Linked DNA regions of Mus musculus: region 1 is linked to region 2. The links are chromatin contacts, called in public HiChIP or PLAC-seq maps. All regions are on one chromosome and are shown on one strand. The core of a region is the stretch at or near the end of the contact, and the rest is flanking DNA. Distances in the headings are between cores, read along the strand shown.

The links. HiChIP or PLAC-seq counts read pairs in DNA pulled down with a chosen protein or histone mark.
Region 1: a FOXA1 HiChIP or PLAC-seq map of pancreatic cancer cells shows a contact between it and region 2. The contact joins two enhancer-like sites. A contact is called at or near these places in 2 of 484 Hi-C or Micro-C datasets (nephron progenitors and ventral hippocampal neurons) and 1 of 115 datasets of contacts at active chromatin or transcription factors (pancreatic cancer cells).

Annotation. Positions count from the first base shown.
Region 1 is chr11:54,178,158-54,184,441 of GRCm38.p6, reverse strand. The region is part of intron 3 of Gm12223 (a long non-coding RNA gene); the gene reads right to left. It overlaps 4933405E24Rik (RIKEN cDNA 4933405E24 gene), which reads left to right. Exons shown (of 3, transcript NR_045506.1): 3 at 6,214-6,284. Among named protein-coding and RNA genes, the nearest start is that of 4933405E24Rik, 32 kb to the left of the region's middle. Within about 2 kb of position 2,586, at least 46 of the 459 cell types and tissues checked have an H3K27ac peak or open chromatin away from gene starts, as enhancers often do. A contact at or near this core is called in pancreatic cancer cells, where this site is marked.
Region 2 is chr11:53,903,034-53,909,251 of GRCm38.p6, reverse strand. No RefSeq gene overlaps it. Among named protein-coding and RNA genes, the nearest start is that of Slc22a5, 14 kb to the right of the region's middle. Within about 2 kb of position 4,896, at least 98 of the 459 cell types and tissues checked have an H3K27ac peak or open chromatin away from gene starts, as enhancers often do. A contact at or near this core is called in pancreatic cancer cells, where this site is marked.

The DNA of each region.
Region 1 (6,284 bases), core at 1,337-3,836, 280 kb before region 2:
GTGCTGCAGGGAGAGGAGGAAGGAAATGGTGAGCACCTCTGGGCCTGATGCAGAAGTTGACGAATGCATTGAGGGTCTTAAAGAAACAAGACTGTGGAGATGCCAAGCAATGAGGGAAAACACAGATAAGTAAACTAAAACCCTGAAGACTTAGCAAGGATTTCTCTGCAAAGGGAACCAGTGTGTGAGCCTTGATGAGGAGGAGCTGACTGCCACAGTGGATGGTGTTAGTCAGGGATGCTATTCTGCTGCCTTTTAGTAAGAAACACTACTTCCAGGGCCTGGGAGATGGCTTGGTTCATGAAGCTCTCTCAGTGGAAGCATGGTGAAGAGTTTCAGTCCCCGGCATTTATATGTAAGAAGCCAGGTGTGGTGGCTCATACCTGTCATCCCAGCGCTGTAGGCAGAGACCGGCAGCTAGGTTGACCAGGAATATACTCTTTCAGGCTTTTCTGCTTTCAGAGCTGCAATGTAGGACTTTTCCAGATCACAGTATGCAAAGCCCTCAGACACGGAAGGCCACTTGGAGGGAAATTTCAGGAAAGACTAAAGCCCTGAATGCACTAGGTTTGAAAGTACAAGACCAATAACAACAACAGGTTACTAAAGAAACTTAGAGTTGACTATTCTGCCATTGGTGGAATGGCGGTGAGGTAGAATTCAGCTCAGCCGTGGGAATAGTAAGATACTGTTGCACATGACATTCCTGTGTGCGGGATTTGTTTCTGCTGCATTTTATTATTCCCATGCACAGGGGAGGTCAATAGCTCGGAGTGGGATGAACAGGGATATACAGAACGGATGTTTGAGGAGGAGATTTAATTTTTTTTTTAGTCAAAGGGCGTGAAAGATGACTCAGTGGTTAAGAGCACTTGTTGCTCTTGCAGAAGACATAGGTACAATTCCCAGCACTCTCATGGAGGCTCACAACTGCCCATAACTCCAGTGCCCTCTTCTAGTCTCCACGAGCACTTCATGCACATGGAACACATACTTACATGCAGGCAAAACACTCATAGACATAAAATTACATGCACACACACACATGCGCACACACATGCACACATATACACACACACACGCACACATACACACATATGTGCACACACTCACATACACACACACACACACACATACACACACACAGACACACACACATGAATTGACTGGAGCTGGCACCCATTAATAATCAGTCATTATTGACCATTATAAAACATGTGGGGGAAAAAAACCCAACCTTTTATGTGTCAGAGAAAATCATCAGGAAAGGATTCAGCACAGAGGAAGAGCACTGTACCACCAACAACAACCCACATACTGCCAACCTCCCACGTACTGCCAAACCCCCACGTAGCAAGGGCTCTGAGTAGTTATTTTTCAAAGATATACAAGTGACCAATAAGTACATGAAAAGATACTCAGCCCTCTTAACCATCAGGAAAATATAAATCTAAACCGCAGGATACAGGATGAAGCAGGGGCTGGAGACACGGCTTAACATTAAAAGTACTGCTTCGCTTGCAGAAGACCCAAGTTCAGTTCCCAACACCCACTCATGTAAGGCAGTTTACAACTGCCTACAACGCCTGCTCCAGGTGATCTGATGCCTCTTCTGGCCTCTGTGAACTTTGCACGCATGTGTGCATCCCTTCACAGACATACACATACACAAACACATACACATACACATACACATACACATACACATACACATACACATACACATACACATACACATACACATACACATACACATAGTTTTTTAAGAAATAATAAAATTACATAGCAGGAGAGTGTTGGTAAGAACAGGAGGAAGTAGGAACATTTAAACATTAAGATGAAACTTCTAGTCGGTTAGATGAAAGAGACCCTTGAACAGATAATATCATCAGAGAAAGCCACCAGCTACCTACCAAGTTAAACAGGACCTCTTCCACCTAGAAATAGAACTTCATGTTGACTAAGATCAATTTCCCCAGATCCTTGGCCAATACTAATACCCAAAAGGAGAGTCAAATTGAGACTTTCACTAAGCAAAATGCACAGGGAAATGGGAAAAATGACCAAAGCAACTGCTGATTTAATTATATCATCCATTGCCAGTGAACTGGTCACTTGACAGGGTAAAGGAATGGTTTCTTGAAGCTTTGGGTAAGATATCAGCTTGAAGATTGTGTTCTGCAAAGTCAGGATCCTCTTCTAGGCTGCATCATACATCCCAAACCAATAAGCATAGCATGAAGAATGCATGGGTCTGGAAACTGATGAGTGGAAATAGAAATGACCCCTCTGTGTGCTGGAGTGACTCATCGGAAGAGTGTTTCCTCTCCCTCCATCGCTAGACAAATGCACTAGCTAAGGGTAGCCATCTAACCATGCATGGGTGTTTACCCTTAGGTGTAATTAAAGATTCAGTTCCTCATTCATACTTGGCACATTTCAAGCGTTCAATGGCCATATGAAAAAGTAGCAAGAATGTTGGACAGCGCAGAAGATTTCCATTGTTGCAAAACATCCTACCAGACTGCACTGTTCTACCGGCCTGGATCCCAGAGGGAAATGCTTGCATCAGAGGAGCCTGACTGGGACTTCTCAGCGGAATTTAAACTATGCCTATTGCCCTGTCACGTTGAGCTCCTCATGTTTGCAGACCAGCAGGAAACACAGAATCGCTGCTGCCAAAAGTCCTCAGTTCTAACCAAGAGGCGATCATGATTTTGTTACATAGTGACAGGGTAGAGTGTGGCTTTAGGTGACTTACCGGGGACTCATAGAACTCCCTGCAAAACTTTAGTAGCAAGTGAGCAAGTGTGTTGCTCATGCTTTCAGAAGACATTATTGAATGGGGCTCAGAATCCTTAAAGATGGTTTGGGTCAGGTACCCTAATGAGTGGATCCCTGAGACTCAAAGTCCAAATAGATAGATTGTGGTACTTCGATTACTGCTCCAAAGTCCATGGAACTCCGATACATCTGAAACTCCCAACTTCAAAAAAATAGGTGATTAGGATTTTCTTTGGAGCTGAGATAAAAGGATGGACCATCTAGAGACTGCCGCACCCGGGGATCCATCCCATAATCAGCCTCTAAATGCAGACACCATTGCATACGCCAGCAAGATTTTGCTGAAAGGACCCTGATATAGCTGTCTCTTGTGAGGCTATGTCGGTGCCTGGCAAACACAGAAGTGGATGCTCACAGTCAGCTATTGAATGGAACACAGGGTCCCCAATGGAGGAGCTAGAGAAAGTACCCAAGGAGCTAAAGGGGTCTGCAACCCTATAGGTGGAACAACAATATGAACTAACCAGTACCCCCGGGAGCTCGTGTCTCTAGCTGCATATGTAGCAGAAGATGGCCTAGTCAGCCATCATTGGAAAGAGAGGCCCCTTGGTCTTGCAAACTTTATATGCCTCAGTACAGGGGAACACCAGGGCCAAAAAGTGGGAATGGGTGGGTAGGGGAGTTGGGGGGGGAGGATATGGGGGGGCTTTTGGGATAGCATTGGAAATGTAAATGAAGAAAATACCTAATTTTAAAAAAAGAGCATTCATATAAAAAAAGAAAAAAAAGACACTGTGTAGATATTGGAAACTGTATGTAGTATAGAAACTTTTATGTGTACATATACATAGTCTGAATATATTTCTTCACAGTTACACAACTATGACAAAATTGAATTTATAATGAACTCAGTAATTAATATAAAATGGTTAATAATTTTAAAATATAATAAGAATATATAAGTATACTATTAAAATTAACATAAATTTTTAAAAAAGGATTTTCTATTGTTTTGTTCCTGCAACTATGGAGAAGATATGTAGCTAAATATGCAATATTTAATATGAATATATAACTAAAGCAGGAAGGGCTGCTTCCAAACATTATGTTGATCAGGCTTTGCCTTCCTCATGCTTTTGTGCCTGATTGACATCCAGCCTAGGACACTCACAGTCTAGACCTTTCACAAGTGGGCTCCTTACCATTCTAGTGCTGTCATCTTCTCAGTATTTCCTATAATTTGTGTGTGTGCAAGTGTGTATGCATGTGTTCACATGTACATGGGTCCACATACATGTGCAATGCATGTACATGGAGAGAACCGATGTGAACCTCAGGTATCACTCAGGGGCTGTCCACCTTACGTTTTAAATTTATTTTATTTTTAATTATGTGGGGGAGGGTTGCACACAGTGGCATCTGATCCCCCTGAAGCTGGAGTTACAGGCACTTGCTATGTGTCTGCCATGGACACTGGGGACTAAACTTGGGTCCTTTACAAGAGCAGTCAGTGCCTGCTCTTAGCTGCTAAGCCATCTTAACACACACACACACACACACACACACACACACACACACACACACACACACACACACCTGATTCCTCACTGGGGCCTGGAGCGCATGAATTCAGCTAGGCTGCCTGGCCACTGAGCTCCAGGGATTTACCAATCTCTGCCTCCCCGGAACCAAGGTTATAGATATGTGCTGCCAACCAGGTTTTTATACAGGGCTAGAAGTAGAGTCTTCCTGCTTGCATTTCTCTCTAAGTCCCTCCAATTGGCATCTTTTAGAATGAGTTTTATCTCTAACAAACTTCTCCTCCATAGCTTTCTTCAAATCATTCTAACTACTGCCTTTACTCCGATTCTTAAATAGGTAAAATTTTATTAATTATTCATAATTACTACTAGAATTTAATCTCCAGACAGGCTGTAACTTTGGTGGCTCTTCACTGTAGCCTCTTCTGTCCCTACAACACTTTGCACATTGAAGGTATCAAGTATGTAATAGCTGGATGACTGTTAAGAGACAAGCAGAAGTTGGGGGTGGTTATCTCAATACGAGCAAGAGCTGAACAAGGTGGAGCATGTTTGTAACCCCTGTACTCAGGAGGCTGAAACAGGAGGATTACCATGAGTTTGAGGCCAACCTAAGCTACATAGTAAGACTCTCAAGAGAGAGAGAGAGAGAGAGAGAGAGAGAGAGAGAGAGAGAGAGAGAGAGAAGAGAAGAGAAGAGAAGAGAAGAGAAGAGAAGAGAAGAGAAGAGAAGAGAAGAGAAGAGAAGGAAAGGAGGGAAGGAAGGAAGGGAGGAAAGAAATAAAGGAGAAAAGTCAATAATGACAAAAAAAAAAAAAGCTTGAAATTGCCAAATATTTGCATCTGGCTTCTAGAAAGTTCAACCTCAGAATCAGTTTGTGGTGACGAATGCCCAGCACTTTTCACTGAATCATTTATAAAGGAAATGACAGATACTGTGATTGTTCTAAGAACATGGCAGGTGGCACAGAAGACAGACAAGTGAGCTGTAGTTAGTGTCAGCCTCCTGCCTTTGTCACCGAGTGTCACACAGCTATTCCCAAATGTCTACTATGGCAGCAGAGACTGGGCTAGATCAGGTATATTCAGTTCACAGCAGGGCACACTCTGCCTCTGTGTACCATCCCTCTCCTCTCTGTCTTCCCCCTTTGCTCCCTGAGGCCCCATGGGTGTGGCTTCAGGGCTGGTGGTTAAGAGGAGCTAACATGAAGTTTTGCTGTGGATGATCCAGACCTCAAACAAAATATTCCAGAAGCAGAACACTTATAGAGGCCCACAACACCTTATGCTTGATTTTGGTTTGTCATCTTACTTCTTCTACTTCACTTTGGAAAAACAAATTGTGACTACTGTTCACTAATGTCCTGAGTTCGCGTTCTGAATCCTATGTGCACGCTGCAACAAAGAAGAAACCCATGTAAGAAACCTTTGGTCAAGATGCTCTTGTCTCCCTAATCTGTGATGCTGTTACTGAGACCTCTGAAGAGGATCGTTGCAGGCAATAACCTCAAACCCGTCAGTCGTTTCTTCTAAAACAGAGTGAGTCAGACATAGGACTCTTTAGATACAGGGTAGAGAGATCAAGTTGAAGTGGGCCTGTAAAGTTCTTCCCTACTGTCTAGTGTTCATAGTGCTGGGAGGTGCTGTGCTTACTGTGTGAGAAAAGGCATCACCAGTGTTCCCCGTTGCTGAACTGTGAATGCTACAATGCTGACCTGCCGGGCCAGACATGCAGCAGTGGCATGACTGTTATAATAAGAGTAGTCAACTTCTTCCTGATTGGATCTAAGGCTAACGCCACAAGGATTTTGTGTTCAGACCCATGTCTTGCTAAACAGCCATGTTCCAAAAACAGTCGTGTTCTAATTCCGTGTGTTTATACCCACAGATCGTCGCTGCCTTTGACCCTAGCCAGCAAAGCTGCTTCTGTGGTGGTCAGCACTTAACACAGAGACTCAT
Region 2 (6,218 bases), core at 3,647-6,146:
GATGAGCTATTCCTCACCATGGCCTCGAACTTCTATGAACCTGGGCCACACTCAGGCTCCATCAGCCCCGCTGGCTTCACCTCACTGTGGACTTTGTTTTCCTTCCATGCAAGTTTATTCTGCCCCCAAACCTCAATTGGCTTCTAAAATAAGTCCAAGACAATTCAGCCGACTTGAAACTCACTTCCAACCCAGGCTGCTGAATTAAAGTGTGGATGAGAAGGTAGGTAGCTGACAGGGACTGGGGAAAGAGAGAGAGAGAAGCTCAGGCATGACTGGAAATGTCAGCCTGTGCAGATGTCACGGTACAAAGTTGTGGGACTTTCTCTACTGACCTAGCGTAGGAGTGACGTACAAATGACCGGACTTGGGACTTTGAAGTTCAGATAAGCAGAATGATAATAAATTGGAGGAACCAAGATATATTGACACAAAGGACTGTGGGATATAGATTGAAGAGGAAAGGAAGTGGCACATGATTTCTGTTGGGTCTAGAATGCTATGTTTATGAGTGCGTACGCGATCACCTGTGTGGTGTGTGTGTGTGTGTGTGTGTGTGTGTGTGTGTGTGTGTGTAGGTACATGTGTGTGCCCCGTCTGTGGAGGTCAGAGATCAACACTGAATGCGTTCTCAGTTGTTCATCAGTGTTTGTTTGTTTGTTTGTTTGTTTGTTTATATTTTGGTTTTTCAAGACAGAGATTCTCTGAGTAACAGCCCTCGCTGTCATGGAACTTTGTAGACCACGCTGGCCTTAAACTCACAGAGATCTGCCTGCCTTTCCCTCCCAAGTGCTAGGATTAAAGGCGTGCACCACCCTGCCCAGCCCACCTTATTTTTTTTTCATATCATATTTGATGGGTATTTGCAGGTGTCGGGCAGAGACACAACCTGTGGAGATGAGAATGAAAACCTGGTGCAGACTGACTTCATCAACCTGGATGAATACGATGGGAAGTCCAATATCAGACAGTTTATTTCCAACAAATCTAAGCCCAGTATAATTTAGAGGAGGGTTCCTGGTATAATATGGAATAATATAGGAAACATAGGTACATTGAAGCTCACCCCAGAGTACGTGTCATTTCTTCCAAGAAGCTGGGTTCTAAAGATGGGCAACAGGTCTTTTGGACTATTAGCCACCTCTGATCCTGGTTGTTGGATCTTGGAAAAGCCTCTGGCTATAAGGGTCATTTAAATTACTAGCCACCTCCAATCCTGGCTGGCCCAGCAGGTAACACAGATCACCAGACTCTTAATCACCTCCAATTCTCACCTTTCTGGATGGAGGAAAAGATTTGTTATATCTGTCCGATTGGAAAGACAATCTTGCCTGCTTAACATTCCTGGTTTCTCTGGAGCTCTGTAGGCATAAGAACTTTTGTACAAGGCTTGCAACTTATAGTTTTTATTTATTCATTGGGAAATTTATACATGTGTACATTTTATTTTCCAAATTAACCCCTCGGATCTCCTTCAAGTTTGGATTCCTCACCATTCCCCACCCCAATACTTCATGTCCTCTTTCATCTTTTATATTTATATTTTATTTTATAACCCACTGAGTTCAATCAGTGCTGCCCACATAAGCATGGGTGTGAGGCCAGCCACTGGAACAGAGTCAACTTACAAGGGACCACACCCCTAAAAGGATGACTGTTTCCACCCGCAGCTAGCAGCCCTCAGTAGCTGCTCAGCTAGGTCCACTTGAAGCTGACTGACTTGAACTAGACTAACTGGCCGGCAAGCCCTAGACATCCTCCTGTCTCTACCTTTCTGTCACTGAAATTACAGACAAGAGTGACGTATCTGCATCCAGCTTTTGAAAAAGTTTGAATGCTAAGGACAGATCTCACATCCTCATGCCTGCACAATACTAACTTTACCAAGCCTGCCACCTTCCTAGCCCCTCATTGGCCTTCTTTGTCTTTGTTGGAGTTATGAACTTGATGCCTAGTGCTCAGCAGTGTCTGACAGTCCCATCAAGAGACATGTGATGTCCCTCCACTGAAGGTTGTAATTCATCCTCTGCTTCATAGTGAGGTCCAGACTAGCATGAGCTACAAAAGACCCAGCCAAAGAAGAAGAAGGAGAGGGGGTTGGGGGGAGGGGGAGAATGTTCCTTTTCCCTGTGTTTTGTTTTACGCAGGCTTTCGGGGTGGTGTCTGTCCACGCAGGCAAGAGTGGGTCTTCTTGCTCAACAAACTGACTCAAGTGCTTTCTAGTTTCTACTTACTTCTAGAACAAACCCTCTCAGAAACACCAAAACACAATGCTCTGCCCACTATCTGGACATCCGTACCAGTGAAGTCAACATATAAAATCGATTTCATACAGAGCAGAGTTCTAATTTGGACCTGCAGCGTACTACCATATACTAACCACAGCAACAGAATGGAATGGATACTACACTTCTCTTCTGCTTCTCTGCGAAGTGCTCACCTTCGGTCCCACTCCTCAGGAGGCAGAGGCAGGCAGACCTCTGTGAGTCTGAGGGCTATCCATTGTATAAAGAGCCCCAGGCCAACCAGGGCTATATAGAGAAAGCCTGAAGCAAACAAACGAATATCTGCAGAATCAGGACCTGAGAGGATGGATCAGAGATGAGCCACTCTCCCAGAAGACACAAGTTCAGTTCCTAGCACCCACGTCAAGTGGCTCACAACTGCCTGTTGCTCCAGGTCTAGGAAATCTGATACCTCTGCCTTCCTAGGACACTTGAACCCATGAGCACATAGCTACACACAGACACAAATATACACTTCATTAAAAAATAAAATCTCTTTTAAAAACCACCAGAAAATAACCCTAGAGATATGAGTGTGAGGAATTGGAACTTTTGAAGTTGCTCATGAGAGTGTCAATATGTACACATACCTACATATGTACACACAATTGGTGGATGGAGCAAACTCCAACATATACCAGACAAGCTTCACATATATACATACATACATATGTATAGTTGATGGGTGAAAGGAATAGTGTTCTAACCTCCCATTCACATAAACCTTACACATATACATACATACACATAGTGGATGGATGGATGGATGGATGGATGGATGGATGGATGGAATGCTCCAACCCCAAAACTTTATTCTTTCTTCCATACCTTATATATCCCAGCAAAATCTTTTAAGCAGTACAAAATTACAATGTGATTGCATTCTAGTTTTCTTCTAGTGAATGACTATGAAAAAAACGGATGTTCCTCAATACCTTTACAAGAAATAACATTACGTAGTACAGGTAAAGAAAATAAATTATTCCCAAGAACCCACATGTATTCTTGGGAGCAGAGGCAGGCAGATTTCTGAGTTCAAGGCCAACCTGGTCTACAGAGTGAGTTCCAGACCAGCCAGGGCTACACAGAGAAACCCTGTCTCAGAAAAAAAAGAGAAGAAAAGAAAAAAGACAAGACAAGACAAGACAAGACAAGAAAAAGAGGAGTGTGAAGGCAGCAAGCAGAGTAAAACTCCCTAACATGAAGTCTTCAGGACACGTGGTCCTTGGGGCCATGCCACACAGAGGCTCACCCATGTGGCTTTGATAACCAGTGGGCCACATTCCATGAGTTCTAAAGCCATATATCATTTCTCCTTCGTGGCCCTTGCAATGTGTCAGTCATTTGTTCCAGAGGATTTTTTGTTGTTGTTGATTATAAGGGATGACTACTTGCTGCTGACATTGGGGCATTGTTGTTGGGGACCCAAGAAAGCTGGGATGCTAGCCAAGGCCAGGAAGAGCAAGCCTTCAAGAAGAGACTTCCCCGGTGCCTCTTCTGGTCTGCAGAGGGTCATTGTCCCTGTGCCTGATGTATGTGTGTGCTTCCTTACTCCTGGGAAAGGCCTTTCTTAGCTGTTCTTTCAGTCTTCCCTGTGTACCTGTTGCCCTTGACTTTTTCCTACCTGTAAGTTCTTTAGCTGGGAGAGAAAGTGAACCAGACCAAGACCCCTAGACAGTAACAGCACTAGCCTAGCCATGCCACCATTTTACACACACACACATCTACACATATCTGTGTTTGTATTTGATAGTGAGGATCAAACCCAGGGCCTCATATATCCCAAGTACATACTGTATCACTGAGAGCCCCCAGATATCTTCCATTTCACCCATTTTTCTCTCTATGGATGCCACACAGTTCAGAGCACCAGAAGCTCTTGCCTGTGTTGCTATCATGGCTTCCTAACCAGTAGGCCTGTCTTCCTTCTTGTCAATTGTAATGGTTAACAGTGTAGGGGCATTCTACACTGTTGCCTTTAACATCTGTTAGGGTTTTCTACCCTGCTTCAGACCATTTAGTCCCCAAATAAAAGACACAGAAACCTTTAGATTATAATAAGCTTTAAAGCACTACGCTGTCTTGTCTGCTTCCCCACCACAATCCCCATAAACACTTGCATCTGCCCCATTTGCACCGTTCCTGATTCATCAGACCAGCCCTCGTGGCCACGTGCTCATGATCCACCCCATGGTGGCTGCCTTCTCCTCCCCCTCTCCTCACTCTCTTCTCCCTCGTGGTCCCTACCTGAGCCCCCCAGCCTGTGAACCCTCACTCCAGCTCCCTCTCTTCTGTCCAGCCCAGGCTGTAGACATCTTTATTAACCAATCAGGAGCAACTTGAGAGGCAAAGTTTACACAACAAAAGCTAGCGTACGTGGGAATTCGCTCTTCTTCGGTCAAGCAGACCTTGGGGTACAGAATCTAACATTTGAATACGAAGAAGCACCAGACCAACCTCAACGGTCAGTTTCTCACACCACACACACACACACACACACACACACACACACACACACACACACACACTTTGGACTGACTACAGGCACTCCCAGGTGCTTTTCTTCTCCTGCCAGCATGCGTGACCTCTGCCCCAGGCCTGCTCGATTTGATTGCTGTGTCCCTGCCACGCCTCCCTTCCGTGACCCAAACATTCCAGACACTTCCTCTACCGTACACTCAGTTCTCATGCTGTTCTTTTGCTCGGCACATTCCTTCGGGTCTTTGCAGGAGCCGTTCCTTTTCTTCCTTGTCGCTCAGCTGGAGACAACACCTTCTAGAACAGTTGTACCCCTCACCATTCACTGTAAAGGCAGACGCTTCCTTCATCAGCCTCCTGTCTTGCTCATTCTTGACACTGGACTCTGTGTGAAATCTCTGCTTACTCTTATTGTAAGCGTAAGTGTATTGTATGCCTCCTACCTGGCAACTCCAATGTGAGTGTCCAGAGAATAAATATCACATTTCTCAATCAATTCCCAGAGACCATGAGTGCCCTGCAGTAGCCTATTCAGACCTTGTCATTGCCAGGAATCAAATTACGTGAGTGACTCAGTGTTCCTGCTGTGTCTGTCCCACATAGGCACCAAACTTTGGGGAGACTCATCTTTCTTTTATGCGTTTATTTGTCTTTGTCTTGTTTTGTTTTCGTGTATGAGAAAGGACCCCAGTATAAGTCAGGGAGGGAGGAAGACAACATATGCTCACCCTTTAGTGCAGAGAGATGGGAGGATAAGAGGGTAACCCTCATAAGGAGGAGCAGGGGATGTCATTTAAGGCTTAAATCATCTCTGAAAAATGCTGGAGGAGTCTCAGAGGAAAGCAGAAGCAGCCTTTTCATTGAGGTCTTCTCCACTTACGTGTCCAGAAGCAGGGACCACAGCCATTCTACTTCTCCCTCGGGGTCACCCTCTTCCTTGTACAGATAAGAGTGCTGCAAAGCTCGAAAGGCAGAGATCCACTTATGTGGGTTAAAAGTCAGCATTTCCAGGAGCGGCTGAGCTCCAGTCCTCCATCTCCGGCACCACTGACTGCGCCAGCTAAGGCCCTCTAAGGGAAAAGGTTCCCCTGGACAGGACTACCTCAGGAGGCCACTCGTCTTCCGGAGGCAACTCAATTTGATCAAAGATTTTGCCCAACTGGTCTGCTCCAGAGTTTGCACAGAAGAGAGGCTTTCCACAAAACACTTCTTCAAAGATACAGCCAGTGCTCCATGCTTACACAATTGTTGCTTTTCTGGCTTCAGGTCTCTGTGAATCACTCTATTGGCTTGAAGAAAATCTAGCCCTTTTCCCTTTCTGCCCGGTACCACCATGCCATCCAGACTGAGGAAGACCCGGAAGCTCCGGGGTCACGTGAGCCACGGCCAGGACCGCATCGGTAAGCACTGCAAGCACCCAGGAGGCTGCGGGAAGGCTGGATCCATGCATCACCG